Regions from separate parts of the Astyanax mexicanus genome. Here region 2 is linked to region 1. A link is a contact called in public Hi-C data. All regions are on one chromosome and are shown on one strand. The core of a region is the stretch at or near the end of the contact, and the rest is flanking DNA. Distances in the headings are between cores, read along the strand shown.

Evidence for each region. Hi-C and Micro-C count contacts between places; a contact is called where the count stands out from the background.
Region 2: a Hi-C map of muscle shows a contact between it and region 1, with 6 times the contacts expected there. The contact joins the promoter of LOC103024042 here to the enhancer-like site in region 1. A contact is called at or near these places in 2 of 3 Hi-C or Micro-C datasets (blood and muscle).

What each region holds. Positions count from the first base shown.
Region 1 is chr21:25,744,641-25,749,495 of AstMex3_surface, reverse strand. setd4 (SET domain containing 4) reads right to left here. Exons shown (of 10, transcript XM_007251346.4): 10 at 2,007-3,626. The coding sequence ends at 3,453. It overlaps cryzl1 (crystallin, zeta (quinone reductase)-like 1), which reads left to right. Exons shown (of 13, transcript XM_007251340.3): 12 at 214-259; 13 at 343-1,706. The coding sequence ends at 442. Among protein-coding and RNA genes, the nearest start is that of cryzl1, 11 kb to the left of the region's middle. Within about 2 kb of position 3,320, the one cell type or tissue checked has an H3K27ac peak away from gene starts, as active enhancers do.
Region 2 is chr21:25,853,967-25,858,647 of AstMex3_surface, reverse strand. LOC103024042 reads right to left here and starts at 1,355. Exons shown (of 6, transcript XM_049470017.1): 1 at 1,257-1,355. The coding sequence starts at 1,298. It overlaps itsn1 (intersectin 1 (SH3 domain protein)), which reads right to left. Exons shown (of 40, transcript XM_049470016.1): 40 at 3,358-4,681.

The sequences.
Region 1 (4,855 bases), core at 2,071-4,570:
CATGAAGAGTAGACAACACTTTTGAGTGAACTTGCTGGTAAAAAGCCATAGAGCCCCAAGTATGCTTATGGCTGCTATTCAGCTGAATATGGTTGAAGCCTGAGGAGGTTTTGCTCCGTCCTGAGGCTGCCTCTGTGACCTGTTTACTGCTCTACTGTACATGTGTCATCCCTGCTAAACTGGGTTACATGCCTTCAGTCTTCCCTCTCTCAGATATAATGAAGGATGTGGTGGAGAAGCTATCAACAGGAACCTTCAGGTAAGAAAAGGAACAAAATACAAATGATTAAAAATGCTTTTCTTTAATGACTGATGGAAAATGTACTCTTTTTTTGTGTGTAGGCCACTAGTAGAAAATCCTGTGCCTTTGTATGAAGCCACTGTTTCAATGGAGATGGTGCAGAGAAGACAACTCAGAAAGCGAGTCGTGGTGAAGCTTTAGGGGGAAGATTCTGGAACTACAAATTTCATCATTCCATGATAAAGGGACTATATATGCATATGATAAGGATAACTTTCTCAGCAGTCAGTATATGTATGTGTTTATTTGCATTGTGGATGGATTGTGGATGGTCACTTTTTTCATCTTTATTTAGGATATTCATCATATAATAAATATGTTTAAATAAAAAAATCATCATCAATGAAATGGTTGCAAAAATAGTTAGACATAAATTAGGGCTGTCAACATTCGAAATCAGTAACGCATTAATTTTTTTTACGTAAATAATTACACCACCAGGTTTGACCCGAACTTCCTGCCAAACTGACTTTTTTCTGGAGTGGTTCATTTATGGTGAGATCGTGATTTGATCTTTATCCGACCCAGCTATCAAATATACTTCTTTTCAATTGAGCTGAACTGCTGATTAGCCGCAGACTAATCTGATATATTATTTAGATAATCTACTGCTATGAAAAATGCTGCTCCATGGTGTTTCCACATGCAGTAATGTGCAGCATTCACTGCTCACATCAGCGTTCTGTGTTAAAGCAGCTTCACACTGAACAGATATACACACTGGAACACAGAATCTTCTCACTATTATTTACTTTATTGCTCCAGCACCGGACAGCTCTGACCAATCAGAGGAGACAATGTGCTCGCCTGGTTTATTGGTGCATATTTTGGTGCGTTTAGGTTTGTATCTGCGTGAAATCAAACCAAACAGAGGGAGAAAACGCTTCAAATAAACAAACTCATTAACTGATCCGGACCATAAAAACTTTTAAACAACCAATGCTGAGTGGGTTTTATCTCGCCTCTAACATACAAGTATATACTAGTGTTTTAACTGACACCACTAATATAAATATAAATATAATTGCATTTTAAGCTTCATATTCATAAATATCCACTATAAAAACTTGCATCTTAAGATAAACAAATACGATTAAACATTCTGAGTCACTAATTTCCGTCTTGTCGGTTGGTGAAAAAAAAAAATTGATGAGAATGTGTAATTTAATTTGAAACATATATTTTAATATGTGGCTGAAAAGTTGCATTTTAATAAAAAAAAGTGGGCACAACATTGTAGACCAATTTAAACATGAAGTACAGTTAACAGTTTCAATTTTTTTTTATCTTTTATTATATAAAACATTGTAACATGTATCTGATTAAACATTTCAACATGACAAAGTCACATACCAGAAACCCTGCTTGTAATTGCTTCTTTTGATCATAAAGTCTTTTATTTGTACTTGTCTCATCCTCATAATTTATTTGTAGCACTGCGGGGTGCCATGTTTGTTATGGTACACTGTGCACTCCAAAACAGGCACTTTATGAAAAAAATATGGTGTTTCTTCAGACTTTTGTCATCTTGGGACCTGAGTACTGCATCTAGAATCTAGCTGGTCTTCATATCCATGCCATCAGGTCTCAACTGCAACTGATCCAGAATGCAGAATCACCGGCTCTTTACTGGCTTCCAGTAGCAACGTGCATCAGATATAAAACCATGACACTGGCCAACAATGCCAAAAATTGTTTCTGTAATCTGTATCAAGAGCTCTTTGTGCTTCAAGTACAGCTTGACTCTTGTGGCTGGGATCTCTCAGGACACGTGGAATGGAAGCACTCAGGTTATTCTCAGTCCTGACATCATGGTAGTAGAACTAACATGCCAGAAGTCTTGTTATACGAAATAGTATTGTGTGCCACATCCCATAGAAGAAAGAGTTCTCTGCACTGACCTGTGAGATATGTGTGTGGGGCCTCCTGTATTAGAAATGGATATAATTCTATCCAGAGCTGCTCTTCTGTTCACAATTCTAGCCAGACTGTCCACTGTGGGTGTTAATACTTTCTGTGATGTACTCTTGGTACACAAGTGACACTGTGGGTCTTGGAACATTCAATTTTAAACATTCGGCAATTATAAGTTTAAGATTTTAATTTTTGTTTTTTCCCATTTTCTCGCCAATTTACACAGACAATTACCCAACCCACTTATTAGAACTCCCTCTATCACTTGAAGTGTGAAGACTAGCACACGCCTCCTCCGACACGTGAAGTCAGCCACCGCCTCTTTTTGAACTGCTGCTGATGCAGCATTGCCGAGTAGCATCACAGCGCGTTTGGAGGGAAGTGCAATGACTCGGTTCCAATACATCAGCTCACAGATGCAGCCTGTGATTAAAAAATTTTAATCAATCTCACTGTTATCTATGGTTCTATAAATCCATATTCCGCCATTTTCAGCTTCTCTTCTGTGGTTAAAAGGCGCCTGTTCAGTGTGTGTGGTGTGCTCATATGTGTGTGATGTAGCAGCCTACTGTTCCCTTATTGGCTGGATACAGCTCGGGCCGCCAGATTCATTTGAATAAAGTTTTTCGCCGGACAGCAAAGCTGCGTTCTACTTAACACAACGCGACCCAGCATGCACCAAACCATGTGGCAGCTCTCTCCACTGAAATAATTAGGATGTGTTGAGGCTTAAGTGCTAGTGTTAAACCACACAAACAAGATATTACCTCGTAACTTACAGGTGTGAGGAATCCTGTGCAATGCCCTGAGGCAACACATGATAACATGATCATACTATTTACATACTGCTGTCCTATGACTTTCAGAATGTCAGTGTTTAGAACTAGCACTTCCATGATGTATAGTTAAGAGATATAAAGAGAGCCAATGCTTCAGGAACCTTTCTTATCATTCTATTCTATTTTTACTTTTCATTCTCTCCGCCTGCACTCTTCACCAGTCCCCAAGCTGGCATGCTGCTGCCTGTTCCCCATTCATGCTGGGATGGTTGTAAATCCAGCCGAGCGCTTCGCCTATTTTGGACACACTCGCTAGCTGGGGTTCCAGCACTTGGTGAATGGGTACAAGGCCTATTATTGTGCAGCCCAAGAAATATCCCAGTTCCCTTTGCTCAGATTTGGCCAAATCCTCCACGTCTTGGCAGGAACACGAGTAGTGACAATGCCCTCTGGCTCCTTCAGCGTTCCTTGTTCTGAATGCCGTCCTGTTGCCATGGCGAAGATTGTGGCAGAAGGCTTCGGAGAACGTCTTTGGAGTGTTCCAGAATCACCCGTTCCTCTCGTCTCAGGCCCTCGACCACGCCGAGCTGTTCAAGTCGAGCCTGGTCTGATCCGTCTTTTAGCAGAGTTAACTAGAAAAAAAAACAGAACAATGCTCATTCATCATACAGCACTGAAAAACATAAGAGATTTTGATTTTACCAAATTACAAATCTCTAGAATATAATCAAGAGGAAGATGGATGATCACAAGCCATCAAACCAAGCTGAACTGCTTGAATGTTCGCACCAGGAGTGGCATAAAGTTTTTCAAAAGCAGTGTGCAAGACTGGTGGAGGAGAACATAAGATGCACGAAAATTGTGATTAAAAACCAGAGTTATTCTACCAAATATTGATTTCTGAACTATTAAAACTTTATGAATATGAACTTGTTTTCTTTGCATTATTTGAGCTCTGAAAGCTCTGAATCTTTTTTATTCTTTCAGCCATTTCTCATTTTCTGCAAATAAATGCTCTAAATGACAATTTTTTTATTTGGAATTTGGGAGAAATGTTGTTCATAGTTTATAGAATAAAACAACAATGTTCATTTTACTCAAATATATACCTATAAATAGCAAAATCAGAGAAGCTGATTCAGAAACTAAAGTGGTCTCTTCTTTTTTTTCCCCAGAGCTGTACATAAGAGGCCAATAACACTCTTACACTCTATTACACTTAAATTCCAAAAGTCATGGGATAGCAATGTCAACTAATTTTTAAAGTGTTACCTCTACTGATTTACCTTTTGAGTTTTTTTTCTTGTGAGGCTGGACACTGGCCAGCATGCTCATGGCAAGGCAACATGAACTATCAGAGTTTTATCAGAGTGCATACGATTTTATATGAATGGAAAATTTCATTTCTGTCAAAAGTCATGGAACGCAATGATAGTTCCTGTCCCATGACTTTTGACAAGTCAGTGTATACTGTGTGTTTTGTGTGCAAACCTCTTGTAGCTCATATATATATATATATTTTTGAAAATTTTTACTTTTTGACATAATGTGAATCTGCCATTTGACTTTAAACAAAAAAAGTTTCAAATGTTCCTGTAAATCTGCATTTTTTCTAATAAGACATTTTTATTGGAACAGTTAAAAATACAATAAATGTAGCATTGCTAACTATAAACAAAAATTAAACTATATGGATAAAAGTATTTGGACACCTGCTTATTTACCTCATATAAGTATTTACTCAAAGTATTTGATGGAACACCATCATTCCAGAGAACACAGTCCTTCCACTGCTCTAGAGTCGAATGCTGGAGGACTTTATACCCCTCTATCCAATACCAGCTATGGTGCTAATAGGTTC
Region 2 (4,681 bases), core at 106-2,605, 110 kb before region 1:
AGGCCAATGTTATCCCAACGTCAAACACTGGTTGACACCCAACATCAGGCCAACGTAGTCCCAACATCAAACATTGGTTAACACTCAATATCAGGCCAATGTTATCCCAACGTCAAAGATTGGTTGACACCCAACAATAGACCAACAAAGGCCCAACGTCACTGGTTGACACCCAACATCAGGCCAACATAGTCCCAACATCAAACTTTGGTTAACACTCAATATCAGGCTAATGCTATCCCAACGTCAAAGATTGGTTAACACCCAATGTCATGCCAACATAGTCCCAACGTCAAATACTGCTTGGCACCCAACATCAAGCCAGCGTATTCGCAACGTCAAACATTGGTTAACACCCAATGTCCGGCCAACGTAAAGATTGGTTGACACCCAACATTAGGCCAAACGAAGGCCCAACGTCAAACACTGGTTGACACCCAACATCAGGCCAACGCAGTCCCAACATCAAACATTGGTTAACACTCAATATAAGGCCAATGTTATCCCACCGTCAAACATTGGTTAACACCCAACATCAGGCAAACTTAGGATCACTGGCAAAAATGACGTTAGACCAACGTGATTTGCCAACGCAAACAATGACATTAAGCCAACATTGAGACGACGTATACTTGCTGTCTGGGATGTGTCTGTGTACCGAAGTACATGGAAACATCACCCACGCCTATAACACAGTTGAACTTGAGAGGGCGCTGCAGAGGTGGACCAGAATAAAAGCGTTTTTAAAAGGTTTTTAAAGGTTAGTAAAGGTTATTAATTTTTTAATCAGGACTGCTATGTTTTATTACTTTAAAGGAACTAATTTCAGCTATTAATATAAACAGTATGGTTTAGGGTAGGGGTGGGCAATATTATATCGTATACAATATATTGTGACACAGAAATATCGTGATATTAAAAATCCATATCGTGATAATAGGGCTTTTCGGTCTTAAAAGTAGTCTATTATTTACTGTGAAGCTTTAAGTGTATTTATTGTATAATTGTTTTAGTTTGCAGTTCATATGCATGCACTAAATATTCTGCATTATTTTATGCTATATTATTTAATTTGCCACATTATGATTATGCTGTTATACTCTTATACTATATTCCTGAAATGAATTAATTCTTTTTCTGTTTTCCTATATCGCCAAGTATATCGTTATCGCAAAAATACCCTGAAATATCGTGATATTATTTTATAGCCATATCGCCCACCCCTAGTTTAGGGTTTAGTGGCCCTTTTGAAGTACCTGCTCACTCAGGCGCCCCACTCTGAGGAAAGGTGCTGCCATTCCTGGAGTGTGCAGAAAACCAGCTTCCACTGCTGGACGTTTCCTCCTCCTGTTCCACCAGACTGAACACATGAAGAGAGAACAGAAAATACCATAATATAACTACAACACTACTCCAACATTATGAGGCTAGTACAAACGTCTGGTTTGCAGTGTTGAGCATATATACATCAGTGGGAAAGCTACTGTGGAACAACAACAGCACAGTTATGGAGGAGGAATAGTAGGTCAGTAAGTCAGGAGATGTTTACCCCTCTCTCTCTCTCTCTCTTCGTGGTGGTCTGGTGTCTCTGGAGGTGGCCACACGTCCACACTGTGTCTTGGTCACTTCTTGTCCATCTGACTGGACTGGGGGTGAAGTTAAAGGATTAAGAAGGACAGACACTGATTTAGAAACACGCAGTGAAGCTCAGACACACAGCAGGACTGTAAGGAGCTGAGGGGAAACTACGTGCAGCAGTGGTTGTGTAACCTGACAAACACGCCCCCTTAAAAACATGAGCTCTGACTGAAACACTGAGACGCAGCGGGGTGTTTTTTTACACTCCACATAAATAAGAGAGACTTCACCGTGTCAGCCCGCCATTATCTCCTCCTCAGAAGCGCTGAAATTAAGCTAATCTTATAAACGCTTATCTAATGAACACGTGCGGCCTGCAGAGGGCGCTCCCGCCACTCTCTCTCTCTACACTAATAAACACTCAGACATGTATAAAGTACTAGTGACCCAGACTGCCTCCAGAAACTTTACCTACTCCTCCTCTCTTCTTCCTTTCCTCCTCCTTTACTACTCATTTCCTACTGCTCCTCTCCTCCTACTCATTTCCTTCATTCCATTTCCTACTTCTCACCTCTTCCTTTCCTCCGCCTGCTTATTTTCTTCATTCCATTTGGTACTTCTCCTCTCCTCCTACTTCTCACCTCTTCCTTTCCTCCTCCTACTTATTTCCTTCATTCCATTTCCTACTTCTCCTCTCCTCATTTCCTACTTCTCCTCTCCTACTCCTCCTCCTTTCTTACTCCTCCTACTCATTTCCTACTTCTCTTCCTTTCCTCCTCCTCCTCATTCCATACTCCTCCTTCTCATTTCCTAGTCCTCCTCTTCTTTTTCTCCTACACCTTTTCTACTCCTCTCTTCCTACTCCTTTCCTCATTTCCTACTCCACTCCTCTTCCTTTCCTCCTCCCTTCCTAATTTTACTGATTTCCTACTTCTCCTCTTCCGTTCCTCCTCCCCTTTTCCTTTCCTCATACTCCTTTCCTACTCATCCTCCTCTGCTCCTATTCATTTTCTTTCCTCCTCCTCCTCTTTTCCTACTTATCCTCCTCCTACTTCTCCTCCTTTCCACCTATTCCTCCTCTTTTCCACTCATTCTTTCCTACTTCTATTCGTCCTCTTTCCCACTCCTCTACTTCTACTCTCCTCATCCTCTTTTCATACTAGAAGGGGAATGAAGAGAAGGAGCAGTGTTTGTGGAAATGGGATAGCTGATCCCCTTTAACAGGATGTTAACTACTGATAAACTGAGCCAATCACAACGCTTGCTTTCAGCTCCACTAACACTGCCCAGCCAATCACAGCTGCTGCAAACAGTCCGCAAATATATGGTCATCCTTGTTGTCACTGTGTTAGTTGTGGATATTAAACTTTTTTATTTGTTCATAATAAGTGATATGTGTTAGTTATACAGTCACATAAGTGTTTTTATAAAGTTGTACTATTTCTACACAAAATAAAAAAATATATAAATAATAAATTGAATAAAAAAACGTGTGCTCAGGTGCGTTGTGGGCGTGGTCACAATGATGTCACTCCAAAATCTTTAAAACATTTCCTGGGTAGGATACTTCCAGGAGGATTTTAAGTGGCTTCTTTTGTCTCCTTTGGTTTTCAGACAGGTGGGAGTGGGAATGGGAGTTAATGATCATGACTGTTGTCCATGCCAGAGCTTCCATGAACAATCCGTAGACTGTAAATCTTCGCAAGACGAACATAATGCATTTTTTCATTGTTCAAGTTAATCACAAACAAAAAATCACAAAATAATTCACACACAGTATTTCTTGGTCCAATTGAGCTTTTAATTGCAACATTTAAGACAATACACTGCTTCTACATTGATAACAATACACTGTCATCAACATAATTACTCTTCAAGTTGTAATATATTATACTCCTTTCAAAGATTTAAACACAGACACGTACTGTACCGCTGACTCATTGGAACTCATTGCTCATTAAAAAATAAGGGGGAAGAGCCTACTGGATCGCAATGTACAGTGAAAGAGAGAGAGAGAGAGGGAGGTGGAGTAGGGCTAGACAGATGGAGGGGGGAAGAGGAGAGAGAGAAAGAGAAAAAGACAGAGAGAAAAGAAGAAAAGAGAGGTAACCGTGACCTCTTTCTCGAACGCCCTCTGAAGCACGGAAATATTTTTCACTAATATGCTCGAGAGGTGATCCAGCACAAAATTACAGCACTCAAACAGTGCCACACACACACACACGTTTCTCACACACAGAAATAACTTACACACCCCGCAGAAGCAATTCTTCTCAATGAATCAGACATCTCACTAGCACAGCAGTGGAATAGTAACATCTGTATTGCATCTACACAGGGATACATACACACACTCCCTCCAATACACACATACATACACACACACATTTTCACTTATTTACTTCGTTTAATTCTGCCACATTTGTAGCATGCATTCGATTTAATGCAACGTGTTTTTCTGTAATTACAGTAGAAAAGAACATAAAACCTATTGAACACAAGCAAACTTGCCCAGGAGATGCCAAAAGTCAGGGTGGCTTGGGAATAGACTATATTGTGAGGTGTTATCACTGGCCAACATGCTCATGGCAAGGCGCTAATGTGTAAAACTACTAAGCGAGTTTGAAAGTAGTAGTAGACTTTCCATTTCTAAAATTTTGAGGATATTTAAAATGTATTTTTCAATTCATAGTGTCACATGTCTCCTAGGAATGGATTCATCATAAAATCATAAAAATTATTCATCACCCACAGTCAACACAGTGAAAGTCAGACGTAATAAGTGTGACTGGCAACTTCTGACTAAAATTATTCATGCCATCAGAAAAGCATCTCTTTAAATGTGCCACATCCACGTTTAATACAGGAAGAGACCTCAACACGCTTAACCTGCAGGTCAAGTGCAGAGTACTTTAGCTTCCATGTTTCAAGGCGCATGACATGGAGCAAGTCATGGGACACGATAACAGTTCCTGTCCCTTGAAATCTGGCATTATAATCATAACAAACATAGTTACAGATGTTAGAATTAAATGTTATTCTGGCTAAAATTGTCCATGTGAACAGGCAAGTCATTCCCATCCCATGACTTTTGGTCTGTCAG